Linked DNA regions of Mus musculus: region 2 is linked to region 1. The links are chromatin contacts, called in public HiChIP or PLAC-seq maps. All regions are on one chromosome and are shown on one strand. Each heading gives the region's core, a stretch centred on a gene start, on an enhancer-like site or on the middle of the called end of the contact. The rest is flanking DNA. Distances are from core to core; before and after follow the strand shown. Region 1 overlaps Sh3kbp1 (SH3-domain kinase binding protein 1). Region 2 overlaps Sh3kbp1 (SH3-domain kinase binding protein 1).

The links. HiChIP or PLAC-seq counts read pairs in DNA pulled down with a chosen protein or histone mark.
Region 2: an H3K27ac HiChIP or PLAC-seq map of regulatory T cells shows a contact between it and region 1, with 4 times the contacts expected there. The contact joins two enhancer-like sites. A contact is called at or near these places in 2 of 115 datasets of contacts at active chromatin or transcription factors (acute myeloid leukemia and regulatory T cells) and 1 of 9 other capture datasets (adipose tissue).

The regions. Positions count from the first base shown.
Region 1 is chrX:159,674,000-159,678,773 of GRCm38.p6, reverse strand. The region is part of intron 1 of Sh3kbp1 (SH3-domain kinase binding protein 1); the gene reads right to left. Among named protein-coding and RNA genes, the nearest start is that of Sh3kbp1, 49 kb to the right of the region's middle. Within about 2 kb of position 2,448, at least 75 of the 459 cell types and tissues checked have an H3K27ac peak or open chromatin away from gene starts, as enhancers often do. A contact at or near this core is called in regulatory T cells, where this site is marked.
Region 2 is chrX:159,855,409-159,860,182 of GRCm38.p6, reverse strand. All of the region lies in intron 6 of Sh3kbp1 (SH3-domain kinase binding protein 1), which reads right to left. Among named protein-coding and RNA genes, the nearest start is that of Map3k15, 130 kb to the left of the region's middle. Within about 2 kb of position 1,857, at least 4 of the 459 cell types and tissues checked have an H3K27ac peak or open chromatin away from gene starts, as enhancers often do. A contact at or near this core is called in regulatory T cells, where this site is marked.

The DNA.
Region 1 (4,774 bases), core at 1,199-3,698:
AACTTACACTTTATATTGATAGATAGTTTCTGCCCAACAAAAGGTACCTCTAAAATGTCAAGTGCCAATCTCATTTCTGCAAATTGAGTCATATTGTTCAGTGCACTAAGGGAGTTTGCTATTTAAAAGAACCTGCGGTTAATTCTTTTGTGACATGAATAATCACTTCCTGCTTGCTTTACCTTTCCTGTCGAGATGAATTTTTTTTTAACATATCAGGTTTCTCTTAAGGCAAGAAAGCTGTGCGTGACTTTGTTAAGAGCTCCTAAGTCATGAACTATGTCTCTCTTCCTCCCTTTCAAAGGTTTCAGGATTTTTCTTTCCAACGTAATAGCACAAGTTACAGTGGCTACTGAGTACATGAAGTGTGGCTTTGTGTGAATCAACATGTGCCATAAAAGTATAATGAGGGGCTAGAGAGGTGGCTCAGCAGTTAAGAGAACTGGCCGCTACTCTAGGGAGCCCCACTTTGACTGTCAGGATCTACATGTTGGCTTACAACTGTCTTTAACTCCAATCCCAGGGAGAACCTACGCCCTCTTCTGGCACTTCATAGGCACTTCATGCACATACATACTTGCAGGCAAAACACCTATGCATATAAAAAATACTTTTTCAAGGTACAAGGAGCACTGTTTGTGATAGTGCATATGTGGCAGTCAAAGGACAACTTCTAAGAGTTGGTTCTCTCCTTCTACTCTGTGGGTCCCAGGGATCAGTGATTATTAGGCTTGACAGCAAGCACCTTCACCCACTGAGTCATCTCACTGGTCCCTACAACAGACACTTAGAAACTGCTTCTGTTGCAAAGTAATGACTCCTCACTTGGGTGCACAGATAAGCTAAAAGCAGGATGAAAATCTGGCCATCTGCCTTTATTTTGTCTCCTTTACTCTGCATCACCTGTTTGCCTCTGCACGTAGGCTTGCTAATCACTCAGGAGTATCTAGAAACCCACAGCACCTAACCTATGTCATTTCCTTTCAATGCTCAAGGCTAACTGCACGAAGATAGGAGTCACTGAGATATCTGACTGTCTGCATTTTACAACGTCCTGTCCCACATACCAGAAAAGGCACCTAAAGGTTTGAGTCATTGTTGTGACTCTGTTGTCATCTTGGATTGTGGCAATAGCCAAAACTCCCTGGACAGGACACACCCCCACCCCAAATGGCAACTATTGTGTGTGGTGGCAAGGCTGTACCATGGAACAGAAGTTATTACCTGCTGAAAGCCAGCCTTCTCTATCAAGCAGTGTGGCCTTCTTTGGGTCACCACTGGAACCAGAACTGAGACTGTGGTCACTCAGACCATGTGACCAGGGTTGCTAATAATGCAGCCTCTTGTCCCTAGCACAATCCTTCTTTTAGTAAAACCTAAAGTTCATGTCAGTACCCCAAAGAGAAACTAGGAACTACTTGATCCCTTTATTTGTTTTCCTTCCCAATAGGCCACCTCAGTTTAATCTTTCTCTGCTCAGCACCATTGCTCATCTCTTGAATTGGAGTACTGAGACAAGTACCTGAGCCTAGGCTGTGGGACTGCTGGAGCTAGGGTTCTTGCTCTAAGACTCCAATAGCAAAGAATACAAAGAAGCTGAACATTTTTTTTTTTTGTCAAATGGACTGCTCTATAGCATGACACTTTGGACCTACCGGAGTAAATAAATATTGAAATTAATTTGAACTAGTTTAGCTTTGTTAATGTGGCTGCTAGAAAGTTTAAATTATGAGTGTGGCTTGCATTATATTTCTATCGAATAGCAACAGTCTAGAATAATGCTTAGCAAAAAAAGCAGGAAAGACCTCATATCACACAAACACGGCCAGACCCCAAGTCTGTGCTTCCAAGCGCATATCCTCATCTACAGGAAGCTGCAGGTAACTCTAGCAAATGAAGGTAAAACATTACCTACAACTTCTTTTTAAATGGTACCCTTTGGGAAACTTTCTCTGCATGAGCCCCAAATTAAAGCACTAGATGAGGTAAAGGATCTCAGAGGTGTAATTAGGACAAAAGTAAACAAAATCCCATACTTAAAGACACTATAAATTACAAAATTTAAAAATGTCTCCCCATCAGAAAAAAACACCGCCCTCCAGTTGCCTGCTGTGCCAAAAAGCCAGCCTCCACAAGTTTGCTGTAACTATTGTCTGCAGAAAAAAGCCAAAAGCTACAGTTAACAAGAAAAGCTAGAGCCGCGGGAGATAAGAGATCTGCTTAGAAATGCTAACACTTCAGCCTTCCCTATCTCTGCCTTCAAACTTGCTGAATGTCTTCCCCCCCAAAATGGGTGGGTTTTTGTTTTGGGTTGTTTTGTTTTGTTTTGTTTTTTAACTGTTAGGTTGGCTAAGCCAGCTGTCAAGCAGATAGATGGGGAACAGAGGCAATGATACAGCCCCCCCCCCCCCACTGTGGGGCTCAACCCCTCCTCCCTTGCCCCTGAACTTCCTCTATCTTTGCTCCACTTAGAGCTGCATTTCATGCTGGCTTACCCCAAGCAGCCTGCAAGCCTCATCTGGTAAAAGTCCTTTATTTATCCCAGGATTCTGGCTCCCTGACCTAGCATCCTCTGTGACTCAATACATATGTGAATGAACCAGGAAGCATGGAGGAGGATGGGAATTTCCAGTGAACTTCCTTTGTTCTATACACATACACATGTTGTCACAAAGGTCTCAGGAGGTGTGACTTTACAGCTTAAGCTTTAATCATTTCAGAAGTAGAAATGTCACATACTTGCGGGTTTACACTTTTTTCATTGTGCTCATTCTGATGGATACATTTTTTAATTTTAAAGTTTTCTTTCCATCCTGTTTGATGATAATATAGAAAACCAAGAAGTAATTTTCACCAGAAAAGATCTCATGAAAAAGAAAAGCATAATTGCTGATTACTGATGATAGAAATAACATCAGATATCATCTTGTCAAATACATTTTCTAATTTTGCAGGTGAAGAACTGAGGTCTAGAATGTTCCATGACCAAGATTTGGCATTGCCTCTCTTCCAAATGACAGATACAGACTTGGGCACCACTGGAAGAGCTTCTTCCTTGCCTTCCCCCATGTAGCAGAGTTTCTACGATATCCAGAAGTTATAGCAATCAGGAACAAATAAAAACCTCTGGTCAAATCTAAAGAGACAGAAAATAGATGAATGGTTGCCTGGAGCCAGGGATGTGGACTGATTAGGTGGGTATGCGGGAACTTTTGGGGTGATGGAAGCATTTTAATCTTAAACTGTGGGAAGAATTGCACAATGCTATAAACTTATAAAAAGATTTTTAAAAAATCTCACAGTGTACACTTCCATATGCGAAATGTTATAGCTAAATTTATCTTTTAAATATAAAAGTGGAAACACTATGTGACCCACATTTAGGAACTTGTAACTGTAGTATTTGCTCAAGTAGTTGACTATGTAGGTACCCCCAGGGAGCCCCCACTCTCCCCATCCAGGGAAGCAAGCCATTTGGAGAAGCCCCCCCCCCATGAGATCCAACCTGATGAGAATGCAGCTGACATGTCCAATACTCTGCCAGCCCATGCATGGGCACAGAAGCTAAGTGACTGCCAGCAATGTGACAGCAGCTGGAGATGGCTAGAGTGCACGCTCCACCAGAGCTCCCAGAAAGCAGCCTGCTTGCCACTTTTCCTACACTTCTTCCACCACATAAGCCACCCCAGAGCCTTTCCATGAATCATTCACCGTCTTTGATTAAGAGACACTTGGTTTCTGTTACTTACAACTCACAAACTCTGTACCAGCTTCTTCCCTACAGAAGGTCAAGTTCCCACTAGTCAGTGCTTTCTCACCAGAGTCTGGGGTTAGGGGCTTAGGGACCTGAATTTCCCCGCCTCAAGGGCACAGGAACTATGAGGCTCTGCACACACAAGCTGATCGTCATTTGTTTTTTGTTTTTTTCTTTTGTTTTGGGTTTTTTTTTTTTTTTGTGATCTTCATGAATACACAAGTAAGGGCACAAAGTCAATAAAGACATGATTCCCAAGGCCTGACTCTGGTAGGAAATTATCAGCAGCTTCTCTGAGGAAGACGGGCTCAGAACTCAGATCCCAACGACAGAGCCACTGGGTATGGACTCTGAGCATGAGGGAATCGAGCACAGGCCAGGATGGCTTCTTCTAGAACACAGTGAGGTCTGTCATGGACCCAAGAACAGCTCAAAGGACTAATTGGACATCAGCAGGGGAGGGGGAGTTGTGAATCAACACAGAACAGAGAAAAAGGCCCACCACTTCCTGACTGAAAATATTCCTGTCGCTCAAGGAACCCTGGCCTCCCAGGCCACCAGCACCTTGTATAGATAATAGGAGCTATAAGAAAACACCTGATAGCCCTAAAGGTGAATTCCAGCCTACATATTTACTATTTTATGGCATGAGGCAAAACACCTTGCCTGAGTTCACATTTTTGTTTTTAATATTGGAAGAGGGTCTGGTCCAAGGATAATGGATGAACACTGAAACTTCTTCTATACAAAGGCTGCTCTATCAACTGGCAGCCACTAGTCTCACAGGCTATTACCATGCTTTACTGTAAGAGATTTCTCTGTGCATCTGCCTCCCTCATTGCCTACCCACTGGGAACCCTTACAATGTAGATCTCAGTATAATCTCTTCCTTGCCTGATATCTAGCCCACAGTAGGTACTCAGTCAATGCTGGTGATCAAGTATATCAGCTCAACTCCAGGAATGCCCCAAGAAGGCATTTATTTCAAACTCTATCTTCTCATTCAGCACAAAAAGACAC
Region 2 (4,774 bases), core at 608-3,107, 180 kb before region 1:
CATTTCGGGGAGCATTCTCTGAAGCCTCTATTTTTAAAGTTGACTATAAGAAACACAAAAGGTTAAGAATAATCTTCTGGTCATGATGGCACATGCCTGTAAATCCCAGCATATGGGAAAGCTGAGGCAAGAGGATTGTTGAATTCAAGGCCAGCTTTGGAAGCATAGCAAAACCCTGTCTCCAAAAGGCAGAAAAATAAATAAATAAATAAATAAATAAATAAATAAATAAAGTAAAAGTTCAAAGATAATTCTCTCTTTTTTCTGATTATGAAGTTGACTTAAGAGATATTCAGATGATTTTCATTTGCCTGAGTTGTCTTGCAATTTGAGAATCCAAATTCTGCTGAAGCTCTTTGACTGAGCACAGTTAAAGCCTTGTCTGAAGCACAGCTGCTTTCCAAGCGCTTGCTAACTTTAACACATTTGGTAGGACCTAGATGTTCATTATTTTCTTATTCCACAAAATCTGAGGTTAGTACGTGGTTGCTGGGGAAAGCAGGGTGCTAGGGATACCATGCAGTCCTCAGTAACCCTAGCATATGCAACCAATCATGTCAAGTACAAAGACAGGGAATGTCCTTCTTGACAAATCAGAGGACTCCTCTCCTTCCAAGAACCCCACTGTTTTAGTCATTGTCATACATACATCAGTACTCCACAGCTTGGTCAATGGTAACAGCACTCTGCTGACATTGATCAATCAATGTTTTCCTAGGCTCCATCACATTTCTTTTAATGCACACACAAATGTCTGTACTTGCACACACATATGCACACGCACAATACACACATATTTCATCCTGAAATAATTTTCAGAAGTGTGTTCTCCTACAATGCACTACTTACCAACTAACCACCAAAACACCTAATCCCTACCTTGCTAAATGTGGAAACCACTGAATATAGGACTGTTTTAAGTCCTATAGTTATCATTAAACTTTATCCTTAAGTTTCTCTCAGTGTGTTCAGTCTTCTCCAAGCATAGAACTTCTTTTGACAGCCAGCAAGACACCACAAGAATGAGTAGTCTACAGAACTACTGGGTGAACACCATCCTTTTCCTAAGTTTTCCTCCCTATCTTCTCTGTGTCCTAGGATCATGACTTGAAACTGGCCTTCAATGGCAATTGTCATTATACCTCCCAGTGAATCCAACAATAGAGTTTGGAGTGCATATCCCTTCCTTCCTCTTTGACTCGGATCTAGATCCTGCAACTTGCTCAGGGATTATATCAATTATTTTTCAGACAAAGATCCATTGATCTATCATAAGACAATTTTCAAACACCCTTTACACCTCTTAACGTACCCGCATAAAAGCAATCAGAACAAGTATTGCTATTTTATTACTGCTCATAGAGATCCACGAAGAAGAAATATGGAGATTCACTTCTAATTTTTACGCCATGCTATACCTCCTAACAGTTCATATCTTCTACCTCTCAAGACTAATAGCAAACTTTCTCTAAATACAGCATGATCTCTTAACTGAACTTGGGGGTCTTCCATCAGGGCTTCCAGCATTTCCTCTTTTAATCTGTCCATAAAAAGGCTTTACTATCTATCATTCTATTACATATGTACATATGTGTGTGTGTGTGTGTGTGTGTGTGTATGGAATACTTGTGTCTATATATGTATAAGTACATATACATGTATATATGAATGTGTGTGTGTGTGTGTGTGTGTGTGTGTGTGTGTGTGAGAGAGAGAGAGAGAGAGAGAGAGAGAGAGAGAGAGAGAGAGAGAGAATGAGAGTGTTGCTTGTATAAAGAATTTGAGCCAGGCTCTGTTATTTAATCACTGACTCTATTTCCTGCCAGGATGTGATGTGGCTCATTTGTCTGTTTATTGAACACCTCTAAAACTATGCCTTTAAAATGTAAAAGAGCGATACAACAGGAAGAGGAAGGGTGATGACTGTCTCTTTGTGAAATCCAAATAACACTTGCAGTTAGCTGAGGCTTCTACCCAGCCTTCAGTGCTCAATGAGATGCAGCATATAATTCAGAGAATATTAAAATCATAGGCATTGGCTCTCCAAATATCTAACAATACATGAAAATACTGTTTGTATTTTACCCACACTGTTCCCAGGAGAGGACCCTGAATGCCAGCTTGTTAAAGAATCATCTTATTCAAAGAATATGAGCAAGTCAAAGTGAATGTCCATTGCCATGGCACTTTTACAAAATACAACCTGTCATTAGACTTTGGGAGACTATTTTTGCTGTTATAACAGATAAAAGAAAAATTATAAACACTCCTTCTCATTATCCCAGAATGGTTCCCTCTCTTTTATGATTAACAATGCCTTCATTTTACATCATTTAGAGATTTTAGGAAGAGATTGGATAGGTAAGGGAGAGAAAGAATGGTATGGTAGATGTAACAAATATGTCTGGTTTGTCATACTTTAACATCAAACACGGACCAAACCACAATGTTCCCAGGAAGCAGCTAAATTAATTCACACACAAGAATCCACTCTACTTTATGTGTTTCTTTATATAATCAAAGCATAGTCCAGGCTATCCCTCTCACCAACCTGGGGATGGCACCTCCTTCCCTAGTATAATTGAGTACACCTTACATGTAAGATTCCAATAAAGCCCAGCAGGTAATGTATCAGCTTTAACCAACATCTTCTATAGGCATGAATCCCATACTTACTCATGATATTTTTCTATGTAAAGCATACTTGAGGGCAAAGCCACGTTTTAATCAGTTTTCTTTTAGAACACTAAAGAGAACACTTGCCTTGGTAGTGAATTCTATTCTGGCTATTACATATACAAACATGAAAAAATCAGAAATCAGAGTCCTAGATCATCAATAAGTTTGAGATTAGCAGTAGGGTCCGGTTCATTAGATACACATCACATAGTGCAAAGAGATAGATGGTACAATAAAGGCATGTACAGATAGAGGGGAAAATAGTTGTTAGCCAATCTACATGAGGAAATAAGCCTCAAAGATGGCAGCAGTGAGGCTTGTGCTAAATTCAGAAAGAGTGGGAGGTGGCCTAAGAATGTAGTAGAAAGGGTGTTTTAGTTGAATAAAAAGCAAGGAAATAAGGCAAAACTGGATGCAGGGGTTGGGTGTAGTGGGTATACTCAAAAGACTGAGGCAGGAGACTCACTTGAGTCATGAGCAGATGTTCACAATGTGATGTGGGCGGAAGCACACACACTAAGAAGGAGAGAGAGTAGCTTTAGGCCCACAAGCCAGCTAGGTAAGTTAGAGCCACTGTTATAGTAGTGTGTGGCTTATTCTTAAGACATCTGGTCACTAGGAAAAGTAAAGAGAGGTGTGATAATCCAATTTGGGGTGTTAAGAACGATGAAAAATGATGAAGAAACAAAAGGCTAAAGTAAAGAGACGGTGGCGAAGCAACACTGTCCTCTGCTTAAAGCCCTGAAACCATGCTTGCCTGGCTACAGCTCACAGCAGCTACAGGCACAAAAACAGTGACTGCAAACTGGTACAACTATGGCCGAAACATTTCCGATGTTGTGATGGTCTTGAGTCTATGTGTATGCATATCTGGAGTGCCAACCATATGCAAAACGACAACAGTTAAGTTCCCACTCAGAGGAGTTGGTCAGAGAGATGAGACCCAGGGTTCGGGGACCTGATGGAAAGGGTCAGAGAAGTTGTATTTTTCTGTGCTCTGCTGCTAGTGCCAAGACTTAGTGGCAAAATAATAGGTCTGTAATAGCTCTGAGCGTTTCACTTCTTGTGAAAACACCAGTCAATCTCCCATTTGAAAACTAAGACATTAAAAAAACCATATAGACACATGAGAAGCTCTTGACAGATAGAAGAACACCATCGTTTTCATCTGACAAATTTAAAGTAAATTGTTTAATCAAGTTTGACTCCAAAATTTTTTTCCCAGAATGTATTTCCAGAAAGCTTTCTGTTCTTCAGAGCACAGAAGGAAAATGAAGCAGCCTCAGTCCAAAAACAAATCACACTTAGAGCCATGATTTGCTGCATTGTTTTCAAGTAGAACCACAATCTTGAAAAAGAAAAAGAAAAAGAAAAAAAAGGAAAAGAAAAAGAAAAAGAGCCTAGAGTATGGAGTAGAGCACTATTGAGCCTTAAAAAGGCAATTCTGCTACCATAACATGAATGATTCTGGTGGTTATTATACTAGGTGAATTAAGCCAGTCATAAAAAACTAGAAAACGGGGGATAGAGGAGGGAGGGAGGGAGGGAGGGAGGGAGGGAGGGAGGGAGGGAGGGAGGGGAAACTCTGCTGTGTCTGTGGAGTCTACATCCATAGATACAAATGCTTCAGAGTTAACATACTTGGGAAAGGTACTGCCTCTGTGTTAAATCATCAGACCTTCTTCTTGTCATCAGTTGCTAAACAATGCAGTATAACAACTATTTATATTTTATATATGAGATGAACATCATAGATTTTTTTCCATTAGGGGGCAATTCCTATAAACAATCCCACCTAAATATCAAAGGATGACTACATTGTCTAATTCTATTTATTCTGTGGAGCTAGGAGTCCAAGCCTAACATTAAAGCACAATCCAAGCTATCTTCTTATCTATGTTATCTATATCTGCCTCAGTCTTAGGTGAAATAGCTCTATAAAAGATAATTTACTGATTCCATGAAGCCCTTCTTCAAATCTGGCTAATATTAAAGTAGTGCTGGCCTTAATGCTGTAAGATTCATTCGTTACTTACATCACTAGCTACACTAGTGCTAAAGAATAATGCACGTTTTAAAAATCATATGGGCTCCC